Linked DNA regions of Mus musculus: region 1 is linked to region 2. A link is a contact called in public ChIA-PET data. All regions are on one chromosome and are shown on one strand. Each heading gives the region's core, a stretch centred on a gene start, on an enhancer-like site or on the middle of the called end of the contact. The rest is flanking DNA. Distances are from core to core; before and after follow the strand shown.

Region 1 (5,918 bases), core at 2,340-4,839, 160 kb after region 2:
TGTCTCTGGACTCCACCATGCTTGCCACATCTGTGTGCATTTTAGGGCATTCTTATTCTCTTGATCTAGGTTGCATTTTCTTTTTTGTATTTCTGATAATTTTGTATTATATAGCAGACATTGTGACTTTTACCCTGTTGATTGTTGTATTTGTGGATCATTGTAAGAAGACAAAGAAGGAAAGCATAAATTGTAGCTCAGGCATCCTAAGTTTTCAAATGTGTAGCTGATATGTAGGCCATACAAATTAATGGAGCTGTCTCTGCTTGAGACTAACATTTAAGACCAATATTTGCTGCATTTCAAAGCTTGTGTGCTAAATTAGCTGTGGTAAATTACATTCCCCGATCCTCTTTTTCACGTGCTTTATTCCCTTTTTGGCTCCCCTGTCCTCCCAGTACCCCAGAGCACAGTCTCTTTCTGTCATACCTGTCAGATCCATTTTATTCTCCACTTCTGCTTTCCTGAAGAGACATGCCCTCTGATTTCCATAGTCTCCCTGACACAGCTTCAAGTGCCTCTTAACCTTTAGCTGCCTGGAGCCACTCCCTGGAACACCCTTCATTGCTTTTCTGACCCTTCTCTTTGCCTCATCTATGTTAATCCTGTTTCCTAAATCCCTTGCCATTTTGGTCACGTGCATTCCCCAGCAGGGACCTCAGAGAACGCCAATGGGAGGCAAGTCCTTCAGATTTTGTAGTTTTAGAAAATGTAGACACATGACTCATTTATGAACCTTGTCCTGTGCTCCAGATAAAAGCAGGTTTTTATTAAACAGTCACCATTCTTAAAAGTTTTTATGGGAAGAAAGCATTCATGTATTTTAGAATATTTTGAAATTCCTTGAGGCTGTAGCTCTTAAGTGCAGCTCGATTTTGACAGCTGCCCTTGAAGACAAGAGAAGTAAGAATATAATTTGATTCTGTAAAAATCACTCAAGTGATTGGAAATTGACAGCACTCTCTGTATCGTGTCTTTCTAAAAGCAGTGTAGTAATCTCTCTTGCCTGGAGAAATGTAGTCAGTAAAATAAAACCAAGCATGCCTTCAGCGTTTGCAGAGAGCGCACAGCAAAGCAATGCGAGCAGAGTGGCCATGAAGCACCCTCGCTCGATACACGGTCCTGAAGAAATGCATACATGTCTGAACACTAATGCAGGGCTGTGTGCTCACATTTAGCAGACACATTTAAGCATTGATGCTAGCGGTGGTTTGCCTTTTAGTTAACTGCATGGACCTCACTTAACGGGTGCTTCAGTGTTCCAGTAAGTGACTGTGACCCTGAGGCTCAGCCCAGGCCTGGGCATGCTCTGGAGGTGCTCGCTCTGCCCCTGAGCAGCGGTGGTTTGCTGTCAGGTCCCTCAGCCTGTGGATTCCCATGCAGTGAACCTTTAGCCTGTAAACTGTGCTCAGGTGTGGCCTCGCCTGTTAGACTCTCATGTATGTTGACTTCTATTGTCAGGTGCATGGACTCTATCGTCAATAAAACTCACACATCCCCCGGATGTGGCTGCAGAGCCCTTAGATCTTCTAAGAATGGCCAGGCCTGGCTCCACTGGGGTGAGAGGGCAGAGCTGCCCACTTGTCATATTTCAGCCACATCCACCTACTGAGACTACACTAGGGGTGAGTTCTGAGCACCTGCCACCCCATCTTACCTCCAGCTCTTCTGTCAGTGTTTGTTAGTTTCTGGCATTTTTCCTTTAGTCTTTTATCCTACAGGATGATCAAGGGACAGCAGAGGGCATAGAAATGGTCACAAACTTTTCCCTTAGTAGTTTTAAATACAAACTTTATTTCAGTTCCAATCTGTCTAATACAGTTATTTTTGTTAAGCTTCCAGAGTGTGATTGTCAAGGTCAGAGCACCCCACAGTGACCTTAGCACGAGGGACATGTTAGGGGCTGGACATGCAGCTTTAAACCTCTGTCTGTCACTCACTTGAGTGAGTTGCTGGATTTCCTTGTATTTCCATTTCCTCACATGTAAAATGGCAAGAGGGCGTTAAGTCTCCATTAGGATTAACTGAGGTTGCCAGCAAAGGAAAGGCATGCTCTTGCTGGACTAAAGAGTCTTCAGGGCCACTGGGTGTGGTTATCTGGACTGAAGACCAACACTGTTCTTCTCCAGGAAATTTACCTCGGAGCAGAACAGTAGTAAAGGTGCCCAGAGGCACGGTGGCTACAGAGCACCAGCAGTGTGCAAGGCACTAACAAACAAAAGGGACCTCTGTTTCCTGCTGCCACTAGACCTTCAGTGTCCTTTCCCTGCAGTGGCTTTCAAGGCCAGGGCACTTGTTTGGTGTAGGTGTCAGCTGTATCTCACGTGCTGAGTTGTCTCGTGTTGTTCTCTTCCCTGTGTGAGATGTGGATGGTAGCCTGGGCGCAGGAAAGCGCCCTTCCCGGTCCTTCCTCTGACTGTTTTTCTTGACTCAAGGATTATTTTTTCTTTCTATGACCTCATCAATTTAAGTTGAATAGTACATGTATTAAAAATTCTGTGATTCCTTTTAAGTAAAATTGTGATATTAACGTAATTAATCTATAGTGGATTAGAGAACAAGAACCAGAGAATTGAGCGAGCGTTGGTGGTATGTTGGAGGATGGTAGAATATTGTGGGATTGGCCAAAGCCTGCTAGGCTTAATGTTGGTAGACATGAATGACCTGCTCCAAGAAAATCTGTTATGTGGGAAATTGAGATTTGTCAGTATTTTTGTGGCTGGCAGTAGAGGGGCCAAGGATTAGCTGTAGTCTTGCTAGTAGCAGCACACTGAAGGCTGGTGGGAAGTGAGCAGGGGGAGGGAGTAACAGTCCTGGATGCTCCTGGTGTAGGGATGAGGAAGCACTCGCTGGTGTTAACATGGCTGAATGTGAGGGAGAGCATCTGTCACCTCAAGTGAGGTGACTCAGGGTCTGTGCCTTCTTCAGCATACTTGGGTGCTTACAACGTGTATATTACATATTGAGAGGGGACAAAGGACCGAAGGGTGTACCCCGCCTTTCCATGACCCTGTTTCATGTTCCCTAGTGTAAGCAGAGCAACATGCTTGTCTCTACAGCAGGTGGTTGTGCTGGAGATACTTAGGAAGACCCGAGGAGGTCTGCTGCCCGCCAGCCCTGGTGTCTCACTTCCCATGTGTCTGAACGCAATTGTTTGCCTCAGTCCCCAAAGACAGCTTGGCTTTGTGTGAGCAGAGCGGTCCATGTGCCTGAGCCATCCTCACACAGTTGTGCATGCTAAACCACTGCAAGGGATCGTGGCTTATTGCTTAAGTCCTGTGCATCTGGCGTTGGTATCATCGCCACCTCTTACCCCGCTGAGGAGAACAACAGGTGTTAGTCATGACAGCCACCCCTTTCTTTCCACCAGAGACCAGTGCTGAAAATGAAACTGGATTCTCCGGCTTTCTGTGCTGTGTCCTGCTCTAGAGCTTGGGCTCATGGTTCCTGCAGGAGCTGCAGGGAGCTGACTGTTCTAGGCTCACAGGCTCGCTCATTGTCCCAGTTTATCCCTTTCACTCTCCACCCCCACCTTTGTCCCGAGAACAAGGGAACGGTGGGTGTTTCGGTTTCCTCTGGTTGTTTCAGCGCCTCCTTGGAGTCTTTCATGACCATCGTTTGTGGTTCAGCATTGTTCATTTTTGGTACTGAGATAGGTACTGAGGTGTGCATTCTCAGCTGCCTGTGAACTTGCTTGGTAGCAAGGACAGGGTCCTCATCTTACCATCTCTGTCTACCAAGTACATGCATCACCACAGCCAGCAATCCTTAGTACTTTTGATGCTTTGATGCTCCCACTCTGCTTCCCTTTCTCCTGGCTAGTCTCTTCTGCTAGTCAGTAATGGGAAAGATGTACACTGAGATGTTAGTGTTCTGCTTCATAGTGGAGAAGACCCAGGTAGGGTGGAAGATGGTGACAGTGCAGTTTAATAGCAATAATTAATCCATGTGTTTGTCAGCATCAGAAAGTTGTAGGGAGACACACTGGCTGTGTGACACAATGCTCTCCTGACACAATTGAAACTTTTGTATCATTATGAAAGTGCCACTAATCAAAGCCTCAGGTGCATACATTTTTATTTCTCTCCAGTGTACATATGAAGCTGAGTGGCTGGGTGGCAGGGTGGCTGGGTAGGGCCAAATGACTACACATTTCTACACCTCCATTTCCTCTCCTATGACATAGAGATAGTGCTCCACATCTCAGCACTGACATGCCCACACAGCATGCTCACAGGAGCGCACCAGCAGGATGCCACACACAGCATTCAGTGCTGGCTGCTTGATTCTCCCTCCTCTGAGGACTGTCCTGCACTTCTGCCCTGTGGGAGGATGGTCGGAAGCCACCCTCCAGTACTTCAGCAGATGTGGCTCTGGATGCTCTTTACCCCCGGTACAATTTTTGCCGATTTTTTTTTAACCTTTTAATGAATAATGTGAAATGTCTTGGAAGGCAGCTCTGCCCTATGTTGCCAACACACCCATTAAATTTCTTATACAGCAGACTTTAAAGGCTAATTCAGTGCTCTGGTAGTGCATGTGCCACCATGCCAATCACAGACTTGCTTCTTTGGTGAGCAAGAATAAGAATCTGTCCTTAAGAGTCTAGGGTAGAGTAAATTGTAGTGTGTGTGCGCGTGTGTGCGTGTGTATGCGTGTGTATGCACTTGCATGCTGTGTGGTGTGTATGTGTGACTATGTGCAGTGTATGTGAGTGTGTGTTTCTGTGTGTTTGTGTGTGTGGTGTGTGTGTGTGTGTGTGTGTGTGTGTGTATCTGTGTGTGTTTGTGTGTGTATCTGTGTGTGTGATGTATATGTGTATGTATCTGTATGTGTCTGCGAATGTGTGTTACTATGTATCAGACCAATGATCATGTGCATATTGGGCATGCAATCTACTGAGTTACGTTCCTTGGCTATTAACACTTAATTCTTGTTTTAGGGTTTTGTTCTTTTATACTTACTAATGATAGTTAAGTGTCATTAGTGGCTTTTCATGACTAGTCATATTCATAGCCACAGAGATCAATGATGTTGATGACTGTGGCCCTACTTGGGAGCCGGGTGCTCTTGCACGCATGTGCTGCCTATCACCTCATCTAATCTTCATGGCATTCCTGCTCTTAGAGCCTAAGAGTAAGTTGTCATCGATGCCCAGCCAATAGGCAGAACAGATGCAAAATTGCCACCCTTAGAGGCTGGTTCTGCAGCCTCACTGTGTTCTACAGCATTTGCGATTTCCACTAGGAAATAGAGATGAATCTCTATAGTCATGCAGGATTAGCCACCAAATTATGAGACATGGTTTAGATACATCACAATTGTATATCGTATACTTCTTTTAATTTCAGTAACTCAAAAGGGCACATTGATGAATACTGTGTTGGGTACTCATTTTTCATTTATTTTAATTAGAAGTTCCTAGTGTGTTTATGAACATAAGTATACTAATAAATTCTGTGTTCTGATTATGTCCTAATTTGAGGCACTTCAAAAGTTCTGTTGGAATTAAGTGAAGTGTTTGTAGTCTGCACTTTATTGTGTACCTTAATTTACTTCTCAAGAACATGCTTGCTTGTGGATATATGCATGTTAAAATTCTTAATTTTGAAAATTAGCCAGAAATATGTAAAAATGTTGCAATCCTAATTTAATAGTAAAGAAAGCAATATTTTTTCAAAATCAACAATCTAATGAGCAGCATGAACCATGGCTACAGCATCTGGTTTACAGTTTAATTTTCTCCCAGTGGGAATATTTTGTGTACAGTATATGATGCAGTGTACAGTGTATGATGCCGTGTACAGTATATGATCCTGTGCACTTTACCTATAGTTTATAATAAGCAGGATCTATAGCTCGACACTGTACTCAGTTTGCATGTCCATTTTGAATTCCCTGACTATTTTTCCTGCTGA
Region 2 (5,512 bases), core at 2,094-4,593:
CTGACAGACCCCAGGGTGTATGCCCTTAACTCTGCCTCCCTGCTTTCCCGAGTGAGCGTTCTCTGCCTTGCTTCAGGGTACGGTCGAGGACGAGGCTGCCCCATCAGTTAGGTGGTATTTATCCCTGTCCAGCTCCACACTTCATTGTTGCTTTGTCGGCCCCAAGTAGCTGTCCACCATGGCCTTGCCTCTTCAGCTCTCAGGCTTGAGTGGAAGCAGAGAGCTGTGCAGATACTCAAAGCACACTGAGTGCATGGGTGTCCCGATGGGGATGTCTGGTGATGTGGGAGGTCCTCGTGAGTGCATGTCATGGTACTGCCAGTCCTTTGCTTGGGACACAGCTCTTTCTTACACTGTCTGTTTATACTGTGAGTTGCCTGTCTGTGCCAACTCTGAACCCAGGTTCCTCTTGATTAAGTGCATTGCGTTTGCACTCTTGATCGCTGAGCCATTTCTCCAGCCCCCGTCCTTTTGTTTTGATGCTGAGAGTTAGAAAGCTAGAACAGCCAAAGCTCAGTTTTCTTTCCAATGAGTGCTAAGTGCTGTTTGGTGCCTTACACACAGAGTCAGTAAAGCTCGGGCTCCATGATTTTCCCTGGGGAAGGATTAGAAACTCCTAGGGCTTTGCAGAGGAGAAATGAAAGTGAATGAATGGCTGGACTGCTTCTCTGTTCTTGTGCAAAAGACCACGGCCGTGGAAGCTAACTGGGGGAGCTCCAGGTGGGGCAAAGCCAAGAGCCAGAGATAGAATATGGGGATGCCCAGTGCACCCCAGTACATTGTATGGTACCCCCAAACAGTACTGGGGAGCAGAGTGTCCTGCCCGAGGAGACCTTTAAAAGGTGGTTGGTAGTGTGTCTACAGTGACCCTGTCCTGATTCCTGCTGCTCCCTCTCAGGTCTCAGTTCAGTCAGGGCTCACCCTTTTAGGAACCTGAGAGCTAATCTTGGATATGATGGTGATGACGAGAAAGGGATTCTCAGGTCTTGATTGTCATTTGTATGATGCATTCTCCTAAGAAATGGCTTGCTAGCTGGGCATACCCCCGCACCTACGATGCCAACTGCTAATGTGTTCAATGTGTCTCAGCTACCTAATTGAGTTCCAGGACAACCCAAGTTACAAAGTAAGGCCCCTCAGGAACAAACAGTGAAGTTCAGCAGTGCCCTTCGATCTGGTCACTTGGTCATTTACCCTCACCTCACTGACAGCCTGAACCAGGGTTTCAGGGTAACAGGAAGGAAAGCTGCTCTGGACTTGATACCCTGGGGGAAGGTGAGAGGCCAGCCACTCAGCTTGAGGGAGGGATCTGCTCTATGCTTGTGTGTGTGTGTGTGTGTGAGAGAGAGAGAGAGAGAGAGAGAGATATGTGTGTGTGTATGTGTGAGTGACAGAGAGAGAGATGTGTGTGTGTGTGTGTGTGTGAGTGAGAGAGTGTGTGAGTGAGTGAGAGAGAGAGAGAGAGAGAGCAGGCAGGGGGCAAGAACGCTCCTGGCTGTCAGCTGAGACTTTGAAGACAAGGGCAAGAGCCAGTTAAGAGCAGGACACTGGGGATGGGATGTTTATTGTCTGTGTGACTCCAGGCAAGTCATTTCAGTCTGTGCTTCCTGGTTCAAGGAATGGGAAAGACAGGGTTTCTCTGTGTAGCCCTGGCTGTCCTGGAACTCACTCTGTAGACCAGGCTGGCCTCGAACTCAGAAATCTACCTGCCTCTGTCTCCCGAGTGCTGGGATTAAAGGTGTGCATCACCACGCCAGGCTTCTATGGGGTTTTTTGTGTGGACTTGATTAGGTACCATGGTCAACGAAAGGGACCTTTTAATAGAGTGACAAAATACAGTGTTTTCTCATCAACAAAGACCGTAACTGAATTTGGTTTCTTTCTCTTGTCGTTAATTTAACAGTCTATCAGTTTTTTTCCTTCAGAACAAATAGGTTAATATTTGAAGCTTATTTCTAATCTAAATCACCTCAGATTTTTTTCTGATATTTCTTCCTTTGCCAAGTAAAGGAAAACTGAGTTATTGAACAGTTGTAAAATGTGGGCCATAGTTTTCAAGGCTGCTACTGGGGTAGGATGGCAAGGCAAATAGATATGCAGAGAATATTTGTAGGTTGTTAAATTGTGTGTTGTTTATCATAGAGGGCTGCTCTTTGATTACTGAGGAAGTAACTCTTGGCAATTCATTAATTTGCATAGTTTGTTGGGTTTGTTGAGGGTTGATTGAGTGACTCTGAGCTCTAAATGTTGTGTTGAGAAAGAATCTTGGTAGACAACTTCCAAATTGGATCTTTTGCTTCTAATGAATTTTCGCCATGAATTAGGCAGGTTAAAATCGTAGTTGTACTGCCTACGAGTTTGCTGGCTTTGGAAATGGTCCCTAACCTCGCAGAACCAGACCTCAGATTCTGATTCTGTTGGCTGATCCAGAAGACAGAAGGGGTGGGGTGGGGGTTTGCCTAGTGCAGGAGGGGAGTTGTCCACAGCCCTTGGGCTTCCATCAGTCTGTCCTTTCACCTGGTGGGCACAGTGTGAGGCCAGGCTGTCCCTCCTCTGTGAGGAGCTCCTGGCCCGTGAGCACCTCCAGACAGCAGTATTGACTTTGATCCTGTAGGAGTTGTGTGTCTTGTGAAGTCCCTGCGATTTCCCATATGGCCATAGAGCTCCTGAAGGAAGAGAAGAAAGGAGGCATCAGAGGAGGAATATTATTAGCATGTGTGTGCTTGGACAGCTTGTAGGAGGATGGCTTTTTAGCCTACATGCTCTTGTGAGGGTTTTTATGGTTCATTGAAAAACTGATGCAAAGAGTTTGTCCTCAGCTGTTAAGATATTCGAGCGGCTAGAAGTCAGCGCGTTGACTGTCTGTGTGTCTAGCAAGTCTGTATAGAAGGGTGTTGGATGAAGAGTGCACTCCAACGTCAGGTGACTGACTCAGCAATGCCCTAAGCTTCATTTGTTTCCAACATGTGATCATTTTTAGGACTGTCAAAGGTTCATGTGAAACACTCTAGGTAGTGTGCGCTGCACCACGTGACCAAAATATTTTCCCCTGGCTGCTTCAGAGGCTGACTGTCGCTTCTCAACAATTTTACTTGTTGGGCATCCTGCCAAGACGTTTAAGACAGCCCCTTACGTGAGCCTCCGTTCTTAACCTCACACTGAAGTGCCGCGACCTTCACATATGTAGATTAGCCATGTGTTCTGTGAATTGAAACTGCCGCCTCAGGAAGAAAGCGGCTTTCTTTATTCCAGTGGGAATTTGACAGCTATTCATCCCTGACCTGGGCAGAGGTAATGCAAGGAGATTGGACTCACATGGAGCATGGACAGATAACTCAGGCGTGTGCTGGTGCGCTGGTACGGAAGACTCTCCAGGTCCTGCGGTGTGGGCACTGGCAGAAGTGTTATGCAGACACTCAGTGTCCCTGTGGAAAGGACCCTTTCCGTTGTGGGCATCTCTAATCCATGCTGAATAGCCTTTCCAAATTAAGGTTTTGTTGTTGTTGTTGTTTTGTGGGGTTTTTTTTTTTTTTTGCCTTTTTTCTCCCCCCTTCCTTTCCCCTGCCCTCTCTCATTTGTTTGTTTATTTATTATTCATTTATTTGAGACAACAATCTCACCATGCAGTACAGACTGGCTAGTCTAGAATCCACTGGCTTTCCACTGTTTCCTGAGTGCTGGGATCACACAGGCAAGTGCCTGTGTCTGGGCTTTGAAATAATTGCTGAATTTTTGTTTTTTGTTTTTTTTCCTTCCCTATAGATATTTGAAAACAAAATGCTTTTCTTTTGTCTTTTGTCTTTGTTTTGTTTTTTGTTGTTGTTAAAACAAAATGCCTTTCATACAGTGGACCATATGGGTTATGTGTATTTCATACAGGCAAGCCTTTCAAAGATACACGGTTTTGGACCTCGGGGAGGTGTGCTGTACACGTCTGAAGTGAGCTCGTATGGTTTTCCTCACTGGAGAGTTTTATATTGATGAATGCAATTAATGAGCCGTGGGTTTTTATTAGGTAAGAGTAGTTTGAAAGCGTGTCTCTCTGTCTTCTTAGTCAGTGTCTGTGGAGTCACGGCTCTGCACGGGTGGCAGCTGAGGTACTTGATGGGCTTGGCATGGTAGAGCATTCAGAAGGCACAGTTCTCATTGTGCGATTAATAGATCTGAAGTGGCACTCGAATGAGTTCTTGGCGGAAGGCGGGGGTCTGGGCGGTGTGGCGCTTGTAAGTGGCCTTGTGTGGCTCTCAGGCAGAGCCCTTCCTATGAACACTCTGCTTTATGGCATGGGTCAGAGCCTGGCTGTCCCAGTGGGTTCAGAAGGGCTCACTCCTCTGTGGGCCTGGTAGACCAAGGAGAGGAAAAGCTGCCCTTCTGACCTGAGGAGAACTTGCTTCTTTCTACTGGGGAGGGAGTGGGGGGATCATTTTTACAAACTGAGAAAAGTGGTTGTGACGACATCTGCTTTCAGAGCAGTGGGGCCCTGGTCTCCAGGTCGCTGGGCTCACGTGTGCCCAGCCTCTGTGTGTCGCTGTGGATTGGGAGCAGGGGCACACCTCCAGAATGAGGTGAACAGAGGTGGGGTGCTGGCAGTTGGCATGCAGGAGGAAGGAGGGATTGCTCCCTGTGCTGGGTGAAGTAGCAAGGTGGCTATGTAATTAAGGTCAGAGTGGCTGCATGCAGAGTGGTCGGTCCTCCCAGGGGAAGATGTACACACACCTGAGGGAGAGCAGCCGGCCAGGCGCAGAGAGAAATGTCACAGGTCACAGTGAGTCAACAGCTGAGCCTTCCATGGGTTTAAAAAAGTGTCCTGCTGAGAATGGTAAGTTATGTCATAGTCAGGAGTGATTGGTCAAACTTTTAAGAAAAAAAATCTACTTTTATTTTCTTGGCTTCTCAGATTAAAAAAGGCAGGTTTATGGAAAGACAGGAGAGTCATACAGAATAGTGTCATCATAAACCCCAGTGCTGTCTGAGTGACTGCAGCAGAGCTGTGAGGACGGCTGATGGCCTGGCGAAGCGTAGAGCGCGTCCCTCTGGTAGTCCATGTGGCCATGGGCTCTGCATGTGGATGTGCTTCTAGGATGTAGGCGTGCAGGGTGAGTTGTTTTGCATACGAAGATGGATGATGCACTGGACAGTGTCTCAGGTCTCTTCTCTTACGTACAAGGCCAGTAGCTGTGAATCCAAGACAGTAGGAAGGAGGAGATTGGCAGATCGGCGGTACGGAAGGGGCTTTGCAGAATTGTGATAAAAGTGGACTGTGGGCAGCTGGAAGGCGAAGTGCGTGTTAAAGGAGTCAGCAGAGTGCAGTATATCGTTGCATCCATTATGGGTACAGTGAGCTGCCACGAGGGTGTAAATGTCAGCCAGACAGCAAAATTCGCACAGTTTAGAAAAATCACTCAGTTGGAAAAAGGCTTGCCCTACAAACAGAAGGAAGTAGGTTTGATCCCCGGAACCTGTGTAGAAGTTAATGGCTGCCATGGTGAACTTTTGTCCTCGCGTGAGGGAG

Evidence for each region. ChIA-PET counts read pairs in DNA pulled down with a chosen protein or histone mark.
Region 1: a contact with region 2 is called in an RNA polymerase II ChIA-PET map of memory CD8 T cells, with 6 read pairs. The contact joins two enhancer-like sites. A contact is called at or near these places in 16 of 484 Hi-C or Micro-C datasets (B cells, the BV-2 cell line, the C10 cell line and 10 more) and 8 of 115 datasets of contacts at active chromatin or transcription factors (the HPC-7 cell line, bone marrow-derived macrophages, embryonic basal ganglia and 5 more).

Annotation. Positions count from the first base shown.
Region 1 is chr17:5,162,127-5,168,044 of GRCm38.p6, forward strand. The region is part of intron 4 of Arid1b (AT rich interactive domain 1B (SWI-like)); the gene reads left to right. Among named protein-coding and RNA genes, the nearest start is that of Gm34854, 59 kb to the right of the region's middle. Within about 2 kb of position 3,590, at least 47 of the 459 cell types and tissues checked have an H3K27ac peak or open chromatin away from gene starts, as enhancers often do. A contact at or near this core is called in memory CD8 T cells, where this site is marked.
Region 2 is chr17:5,004,263-5,009,774 of GRCm38.p6, forward strand. All of the region lies in intron 1 of Arid1b (AT rich interactive domain 1B (SWI-like)), which reads left to right. Among named protein-coding and RNA genes, the nearest start is that of Arid1b, 12 kb to the left of the region's middle. Within about 2 kb of position 3,344, at least 93 of the 459 cell types and tissues checked have an H3K27ac peak or open chromatin away from gene starts, as enhancers often do. A contact at or near this core is called in memory CD8 T cells, where this site is marked.